3 separate regions of the Mus musculus genome follow, and all the other regions are linked to region 2. Evidence: chromatin contacts called from public promoter capture Hi-C data. All regions are on one chromosome and are shown on one strand. Each heading gives the region's core, a stretch centred on a gene start, on an enhancer-like site or on the middle of the called end of the contact. The rest is flanking DNA. Distances are from core to core; before and after follow the strand shown.

Region 1 (2,756 bases), core at 250-2,749, 5.0 Mb before region 2:
TGTTACATTTCGTAAAAGGAACCAGAAACAAAAGGTCACACCGAGCAATATAGTTCCTACGAAATGTTCAAAAGCGGGAGACTTAGTGGAGAAACCAAGAACCCTGGATTCCTGGCTTCCTGGGACTTTGGAAAGGAGAAGCGGGGGGGTGGGGGGGGGTGGGGGGGTGGGGGTGGGGGGACACTGCTGTAGCCCATGAGTTCGCTTCAAGGAGACCGAGATGTTCTGGAATCGGATGTTAGCACTTTCTGCTGCAACCCTGGGAGTGCATAAAGATCCATTAAACCGAAAGGCATAAAAGTATGAATGTGAAGCTGGAGAACGGAACTGAGCAGTGGTTAGGAGCACTGGCTGCTTCTGCAGTGGACCAGGGTTCAATTCTCAGCAACCACGGGGCAGTGGACAACCACCCAACTCCAGTTCCAGGGGATCTGTCTCCTTCTAGTGGGCTTGGGCACTGCATGCACGCAATACTTGTAGTCACTCACAAACATAAATAAATAAATAATACACTTAAAAAAAAGTCAGATCTGCTGCACCTTCATTGGAGTGGGCGGGTTGGGGAATCTGTAAAGGATTGACTGGGAAGTAGTATCATGGCAGAGCACATGACCATCGTGCACAGGGCCCTGAGTTCAATTCCCCGGCACCCCCAACACATACATGCAAAGAAGAGTCAGGCAAGGTGGCCTAAGCCTTCAATCCCAGCACTTGGGAGGCAGGATCTTTGTGAGTTCTAGGCCAGCCTGGGCTACATAATGAGGCCCCGTCTCAAAAGGAGAAAAAAGGAGAGCATGCACGTGCAGTTGAGTCTATCATCTGATGGAAGGTGCTCTGTGGTTATGATACAATACAGCTAGGTCCCTGGGAGACTGGCCCACAGTGGGGGACAGAGGCAGAGGAGTGATAGAATCTTGCTATGAGTCACTGGCTGTTCTGGAATTCATTCTGTAGACCAGGCTGGCCTCAGAGATGCCACCTACCTCAGCTTCCCCAGTGCTGGGATTAAAGGCATGAGCCACCACCGCCCCACTGGCCGAGAGCTACATTTTAAAAGCCATGACAGGGCTACCCCACTGGGTCCTCAATCCAGCCTCTGGGACCAGTGGAGTTTCCTTTGAATCCTGTCCCCCAGCAGAGGATACAAGAGGAACACATGCTCCCTTGAGACCCTATCCACACCTCCATTACTCCAGAGCTCAGCTGTGGGCCCCTGTCCAGCTCAGGGTGTCTCCCCTGGGCACACAGGATGATGTTGTTACCTTGGGAGGCGTGAAAAGCAGGCAGGAGGGCGGGCGGATTCCGGCAAAGCTGGGAGGGGGGGTAAGGGCGGGGAGAGGGGTCTGTGGCCCTTGTCACAGCAGGGCCCAACCACAGCCTGGCCTAGAAGGGCAGACAGATAATGGGGCCTTCCAGCCCCTGGCCCCAGAGAGGGAGGGGCTTCCTGACAGGAAATTGTCCTCCTCCAACCCCCCCCCCCCTAGATCCAAGCTCTCAGCAGTCCTGGCCCAAGTAGTCTGGGGACTGGACAGCAAGAGGGGACAGAAGGACAGGCACAGACAGAAGGTGAGTGTCGGGGTGAAGAAAGCATGCCCCCAACTTCTTCCAAAGATGGGACACCTCATCAGAACCCAGAACTCTGGAGGCAGGAGGGCTGGGTGAGCAGATGCAGGCTGAAGGCTGGGTTTGGTGAGTGCTGCGGTGAAGCGGCGGCGGCAGGGACTGGGGCTCTGGGATCCAGAGAGGTAGGAAGGACTTGTAGAGATGGGGTCCACTCCTGGCTGAGGGAGATGGGGATGTTAGGTCTAATGCACTCTGACACTCTGACACTGGATGGGGACACCCCCGTGGGGTGGGCAGCCAGTGCCTGGCTGCCTCCAGTGAGGAGGGTTGCAGCTACCAGAAAGCCACACACACACACACACACACACACACACACACACACACACACACACACACACAGGCTCCTCACACCTGCAGGGCCAGCACTAAGGAGCGGAGGCTGAGGCAGGAGGCTGGCCGGTTTGAACAAGCTTGGATTAGGGATTGAGACTCTGTCTCCATTAATTAATTAATTAACTAATTAATTAATTAATTAAATAGAAAGGAAGGGCTATCAAGATGGCTCAGCAGGTAGATGCTTGCTGCCCTGAAGAGCTGGATCCAGTCACTGTGACCCACAAGGCAGAGAGGACCGACGATTGCAAGTTCACATCTGAACCCCACATACCGACCATGGCTTGTGTGCCCACATACAAAATTAATTAATTAATTAAAATAAAGAGAGAGAGAGAGAGTGATCAAGAGAGGCTAGGATAGGATATGAAGGCTGCCCCGGCTGGTGATGCTGATGTCAGAGTCAGGCTCAAGGATGTGTAACCTAAAAGGATCAGTTTTCGAACATGGACCTTAGGACTTTTTTTTTTTTTAATAATTTTTCAGCTAGGCAGTGGTGGTGCACACTTTAATCCCAGCTCTCAAGAGGCAGAGGTGAGTGGATCTGTGAGTTCAGGGCTAGCCTGGTCTACAGAGTGAGTTCCAGAACACTGAAGGTTACAAGAGAAACTCTGTCTAGAAAAACTAAGAAAACAAAATTCCCACAGAGTCTCACGTTGCTCAGTCTGGTGTCAAATTTCTATATACCCAAAGACTATACTGACGCTCTGGTCCTGCCCTCCCTCTCCCCAGTGTGTGGATTGCAGCCCTGCATGGCTGCTGGGGTGGGAAGCCAGGGTTTCTTGCAAGCCAGACAAGTA
Region 2 (2,899 bases), core at 3-2,502:
TGACCCTTGGTTGACCTGGATATACAACAGTTTAGAAGTGATGGAGAGAAAATAAAAAGCCGAGCTTTTCAGAATGGGCATATGTTGACCCAGTTTACCTGCTGTCCCTGAGTCCTGTGAGAGGCAGAGGCCACCAGCACCTCACTTTCTTCCTCTTCTTGGTCCTATGAGTCATAAGCCTGCTCCAGGCCTTCAGGTGGCCACAGGGGTGGGTTCAGGGGAACCCACACCCAAGAAGAAAAAAGAGAGCAAAGTTTGGAGGGATGAGTCAGCCCCCCAGGATGAGGAACAGAACCTGAAAGGCAGAGTCACACAGACAGACTTGACTGGACAGTGTGGGAAAGAGTACAGCGTCTGGATGCCATACCTGGAAGATTGCCCCAGGCAGGGGCTTCGCTCTCCCCAGGGCCTAGGGTTAAGACTTCCTTCCAGTCTGGTTAGCTTTCTGGAGGCCCCTCCCAGGGAAAGAAGACTGAAACTTGGCGAGTCATGGTCAGGACTAGAGGGAGGGAGCGGACACTATTCTATGCCCTGCCCAAAGAAGTCCATACCTGCTCAGCCACCCGCTGCTGCCCAGCCTCTCAGTCTTTCCCTGCCCACATTCACTGTGGCATCATCACACTCCTCTCCCCCAAAGCTCACACTCACAGCACACGCCAGCACCCCGCACCTTCGCGCGCTTCCGAGCATCGCCCTCTCGCGCATCTCCCAAGCATCTCCCACGCACCCCCTATGGGTTTCCCAAGCAGCTTCTGCACAACCCCCGTGCATCTTCCCCGCATCTCCCGTGTGTCTTCTATACATTCCCCCGTGCATCTCCCGCGCCTCTCCCACGCATCTCTCGTGCATCTTCCGCGCACACTCCGGTGCATCTCCTGCGCATCTTCCCCGTGTCTCCCGTGCAGCGTCCTCTAGGGAGCTCCGCTAGTCCAGGCTACGCCTGCGCGCACACGCACGCACACCTTTGCACCTTCACACGACCCTCACGACCTTCCGCTCTCCCAAGTCCTCCCCCACTGGCTCCCACGACGCCGTCACGCTCACGCCCTGCCCTCGCGCCCGGGTCCGCATGCTGTCCTGCTCTCCCACCCCCGTGCGCGCCCTTCCGCGCTCCCGTCCTCCCTCTCCCCGCATTGTCTGGGCCCCTCTGTCCCCGTCCGGTCCCCGCCCCTTAGCTGACGCCACGCCCACCAAGGCGCGCAGTGGGCGGAGCAGAGGGCGGGACTGGACTCGGGGGCGGGGTCGACGGCGCGGGAGGTGCAGGTGCCGGGCCGGGAGCGAGCGGCGGCGGCGGTGGCGGCGGCGGTGGCGGCGGCGGCGGCGGCACCATGGGCCGGGCCCGGCGCTTCCAGTGGCCGCTGCTGCTGCTGTGGGCGGCCGCGGCGGGGCCAGGTAGGGTGACGGAGGTGGGGGCCGGGTCGGTGGGCTGGATCGGGGTGACGAGGGAGGTGTGCGTATTGCGGTCGGGTTGGGGAGGGGGTCTCGTCGCTGTGACAGCTGGGTCGCCTGGGGGCCTGCAGAGGCCGGAACAATGCGCTGCGTGGGGGGGGGGGGCTGCGGGAGACCCTCGTCCCCGGGACAAAGCGCAGCGCGGGCCAGGAGCCCAGAGCCGCGGGCAGGGGAGGGGGGACGCGGGCCCCGGCCGCCGTGCCGCAGCCCCCCCACCCCGCACAGGCCCCGATCCCGCGGGGACAAAGGGCCCGAGACCCTCCCTCCCCCTATGTCCCCAAGCCCTCCTTCTCCAGGCCGGTCCCACTGTCCTTCGGTCCTAGTCTTTAGATCTCTCTCTCTCTCTCTCTCTCTCTCTCTCTCTCTCATTTTCCCCCAGCCCTTGTCCTCTGTCCCTCAGTCTTCAAGTCCTGTCCTTCCTTCCCTCTGTCCTCCTTTCTCCTTGTTTCCCCCTTCCCGTTTCTCCACGCCGCCTTTGTCCCCCACCTCTGTCCCTTTTTCCTGGGTCACTCTGCCTGCCCCCCATCCTCTATTCACTCTGCCGCCTCCTGTGCTGCTGTCGTCCCTCTATGTCCCCATTCACCATCTCTCTCCCCGTCTCCTTGACATCCTGTATCTCTTCCCTTCTCTGTCCCCTATCATTCTCCCATTTCTCTAGCAGCCTCTGTTGCCTAGCTGCCTCCTTTCTCCTCTCTACCCCACTGTCTCCCTCTCCCCCAAATCTGCTTCCTCTCTCCATGCATCCTCCATCCTCCTTTTCCCATCTCTGTATCCCTCCTCGCTCCTGGAGAAGAGTGGTGTCAGGCAGGGCAGTGACAGTATAGATGTGTGAAGTGGCATATAGGGAACATTGGCATGTGAGCACACACGTGGATTCCACAAATGTCTCCCCCAAACCCTCCCACCCGTTCACACATCCAAGCCACACTTCACAGAAGAGCCCCCTCCAGGACATCCACATGTCTTTCTCACTCACTATGGGAATCTGGAGGACCCCCCAGCCCCCACCCAAGACACGGTGACCCTGAGGCTGGGGACAAGGTCAGGAAATGTCACCTGAATGCTCACACTTAGAACCCTGTGTTTCTTATATCCACCATGGGACACTCCCCTGCGGTGGGTCAAGTTACTTTGCCCAGGAATCCATCATGGGGAGGCTGCTGGTGAGCAAAGGCAGGGCTGAGGTCTCCTATAGGGAGTTGAGAATTGGGACCAGGTGGCCCAGCCCTCTTTCCTGGCTCCAGTTCTATCCAGTGAGAGTGTTGAACCGGATCCATGTCTGACAATGTGAGGGAGCTTCTAAGTTGAGTGCTGCCACACCTGCCACCCCAAGCAAGGGTTGCCGCTGAGGACAAGGCTGGGGGCAAAGCCGACCTTAGAAGTTCTGCCTTTCTTCTGCAGACTTCTGTAGTTGCTTCCTAACTTTCATCAGACCCTCCTTTGCGACGAG
Region 3 (2,949 bases), core at 14-2,513, 7.6 Mb before region 2:
GTTAAAGAGGACTGTGAGCCTCTTTTTCTCTCTGTGTGCCAGAAACCGAACCCAGGTCTTCTGGAAGAGCAACAGCACTCTTAAATCACGGAGCCATTTCTCCAGTGCTGGGATTACAGATATGACTCACCATGCCCAAGACTCAGTTCTTTATGAGTGGTAGAAGCTGTTACTCCAAAAAAAAAATAATAAAAAATAACAGGGTTATACGTGGTGACCCACTCCTTTAATACGAGCACTGGAGTAGGGGGAGTCAGATACAACCCAGAGGTGGTCTGAAAGTAACAAGCCAGTCTGGTCTACATAGTTACAGTTCAGCCAGGGTTACTTAGTGAAACCCTCAAAAAGCAAAACAAAACATAATTATGCTGTTAAACGTTCAGAATAACTTTTTTTTAGATGTAGATGAAGAGCACAGAGAGACCAAATACGTTTCCTAGTGTTACTCTGCCTTAAAGTGGCATAGACTCACCACATCAAAGTTGGTTATTGCCAGATGATCATAAAACATTATAAAAGACAGTTTCACACTATATTTTTCTTTCAATGACAGGCTGTCATAGTTAGCCCAGATTGGCCTCGAACTCACCGCGATTCTACGGCCCCATCCTCCCTTCCAGATCTGAGCTTTTAAGGAGTCAAAGGTCCGTCTGAGAAATGGGCTATTTCACAAACGTTGCCGACACACCGGGTGTAGTGACACATGCTGGCCGCGTGAGGGGGCGCTAGCCCGGCTTGCCCAGTGAGAAGAGGCAGAATGCAGCCTTCGAAAGCAGGCAGGCTCAGATTTAGAACTTCAGAACGTTGAGAACAGAGCATCTCAGAAGACTGAGAACAAAGCCTCTTAGAACCGTGAACAAAGGCCCCTGCGAGCTCAGACTGGTGGAACTCAGCTCCACCGCACCTGGAAGACAAAAAAGACCTCAGATTCTCTTCTGGTCAAAGCATAGAATATTTCACCCAGGGTCTTGTAATTCCGTAAATGTGCTGTTTTGATGAGACAGAAACTCGCTGTGTAATCCAAACTAGCTTGAAATTCACTATGTAGTTTAGGCTGGCCTTGAACTCTCAATTCTCCTCCTGGTTCAGCCTCCCCTATGATGGAATTACAGAGCCGGTTTGAACAGGTCCTGCTTAAAAGCATAATCAAACCGTAAGATGTTCAATCCGCTTTACTTCTGAGGGTCTGGGAAAGCTGCCTGGAAGAGGAGGCGTGATCCGGATTCAATCATCACTGATGATCCTTCTGCGCAGACTCAGAAGCTGAAAGTTTGGGAGGGGCGGCAAGAGCAGCTGCGGAGCTGTCACGTGGATCCAGTCTCTATTTATAGACCACCCTTCCCTGGACCTGGAGAGCCCAATGGCAGCCAGCGCTCGCCCGCAAGGGGGCGGAACCAGCTCCAGAACCAAGCGACTGGCACCAATGAAATTGGAGCAAGGGCGGGCTTGCTTCATTGTGATTATAAAGAAGGCGTGGCCACAGCCCCAGGATCGCCGCACAAAGGGGCGTGGCGAGTCTGATACCCCCGTAGGTAGTCCTGGGCATGCGTTGTTAAGGAAAAATGGGGCGGGGCGGAGCCCTGCGTCACGGAAGGCAACAACCAATAGTAGGTCGTTGTCGTGCCTTCAGGGGCGTGGTCATGTAGATGAGGCGCGGGTGGGCGGCCCAATGGGCGGGCGCCTATGCAGATGAGACGGTGACAGCCCGGCCAGCGGGCGGGCGGGCTGCTGGGGCGGGGAGGTGGGACCGGCGAGAGGGGCGGCCGTGGGGCCCGGCCGGGCTGGGGCGGGGGGCCGCAGCCATGATCCGGGCCTTCTCGTTCCCGGTGAGCCCGGAGCGGGGTCGGCTGCGGGGATGGTTGGAAGGCAGCCTGGCCGGGCTCTGCGAGTTGCATTGGCTCCGAGAGAGGCAGGAGTACCGCGTGCAGCAGGCGCTGCGGCTGGCCCAGCCCGGGATGGGGGGCGCCGAGGCTGAGGACGAGGAGGACGCCGAGGAGGACGAGGATGCGGCAGCGGCGCGCAGGGCCGCAGCAGCCCTGGAGGAGCAGCTGGTGAGGGGTCGCCTGTCCGTGCGTCCATCCATGCATTCCTCCCTCCCCCATTCGTTCCCCCACCTCCCTGCTCCTGTGTCCGTCTGTCTGTCTTGGTAGTGTATGCTCAGCACACCGGTCCTAGGGTAGGGGAGCAGGCAGGGGGAAAGAGATAAGACTGGAGACCTGGCTTTTCCTACCCCCAAATAGAGCTGATAGGGAGGATGCACGGCCTCCGTTGGACTCAGCATGGACCCTGTTAACCGTCCTGGATGCCTAGTGTGTGTTAAACCAAACATTCGTCTTCTTACAGATTTCCTATTTCATGAGGGTTTGAAAGTCCCCATTTTACAGAGAAAAAAACTGAGGCTTAGAGACAGGAAGAGACTCACCCAAGGTCACACAGCCGGCATTCAAACATAACCTCCCTCTGGGCCCCGCTACCCGGAATCCATCTTCATCTTTCCTTAAGTCTCGGGGTGCTTGGAGATCCCTGGAGGGGGCGGGGTGGGGGAAGGGGAATCTTCAGGCCTCTGGAGAGAGAGACCGGCTGCTGAGAAACCCCCGAACAGTCCCTGAGGACCCCCGGGGGCATTTTGATCAACCCAATGACACTTCTTTCTTCTACTTGGTCCCATGGCTCAGTAACACGGGGAGGCCAGGTGAAGATAGCTAGGGAGTGAGGGGAGAGAGAGTATGATTCGCCGAGGAACTCTAATGATGACTTTCAAATTGAAAAGGCTCCAGCTCTTTCTCCCTCCCTACATCACTCCTTGAGTCTGGAGACCCTTTCCGGTTGTTGCTCCAACCTTTCCATACCCCAGCATCTCTGTTTCATTTCCTTAACACAGTCTCTGTCTCTATGGTCTTCCAAGACCTGTAAAGCTTCCAAAAACAGAGGAGATTAGAAATGGGGTCG

The links. Promoter capture Hi-C pulls out the DNA fragments that hold promoters and counts their contacts.
Region 1: a promoter capture Hi-C map of embryonic stem cells shows a contact between it and region 2. The contact joins the promoter of Exoc3l2 here to the promoter of Cadm4 in region 2. A contact is called at or near these places in 3 of 39 promoter capture datasets (cranial neural crest, embryonic stem cells and frontonasal cranial neural crest).
Region 3: a contact with region 2 is called in a promoter capture Hi-C map of second pharyngeal arch cranial neural crest. The contact joins the promoter of 9330104G04Rik here to the promoter of Cadm4 in region 2. A contact is called at or near these places in 3 of 39 promoter capture datasets (cranial neural crest, embryonic stem cells and second pharyngeal arch cranial neural crest).

Annotation. Positions count from the first base shown.
Region 1 is chr7:19,461,788-19,464,543 of GRCm38.p6, forward strand. Exoc3l2 (exocyst complex component 3-like 2) reads left to right here and starts at 1,500. Exons shown (of 12, transcript NM_001370800.1): 1 at 1,500-1,566.
Region 2 is chr7:24,480,771-24,483,669 of GRCm38.p6, forward strand. It overlaps Cadm4 (cell adhesion molecule 4), which reads left to right and starts at 1,253. Exons shown (of 9, transcript NM_153112.3): 1 at 1,253-1,392. The coding sequence starts at 1,329.
Region 3 is chr7:16,873,623-16,876,571 of GRCm38.p6, forward strand. It overlaps 9330104G04Rik (RIKEN cDNA 9330104G04 gene), which reads right to left and starts at 1,264. Exons shown (of 2, transcript NR_152128.1): 1 at 590-1,264. Dact3 (dishevelled-binding antagonist of beta-catenin 3) reads left to right here and starts at 1,695. Exons shown (of 4, transcript NM_001081655.1): 1 at 1,695-2,051. The coding sequence starts at 1,803.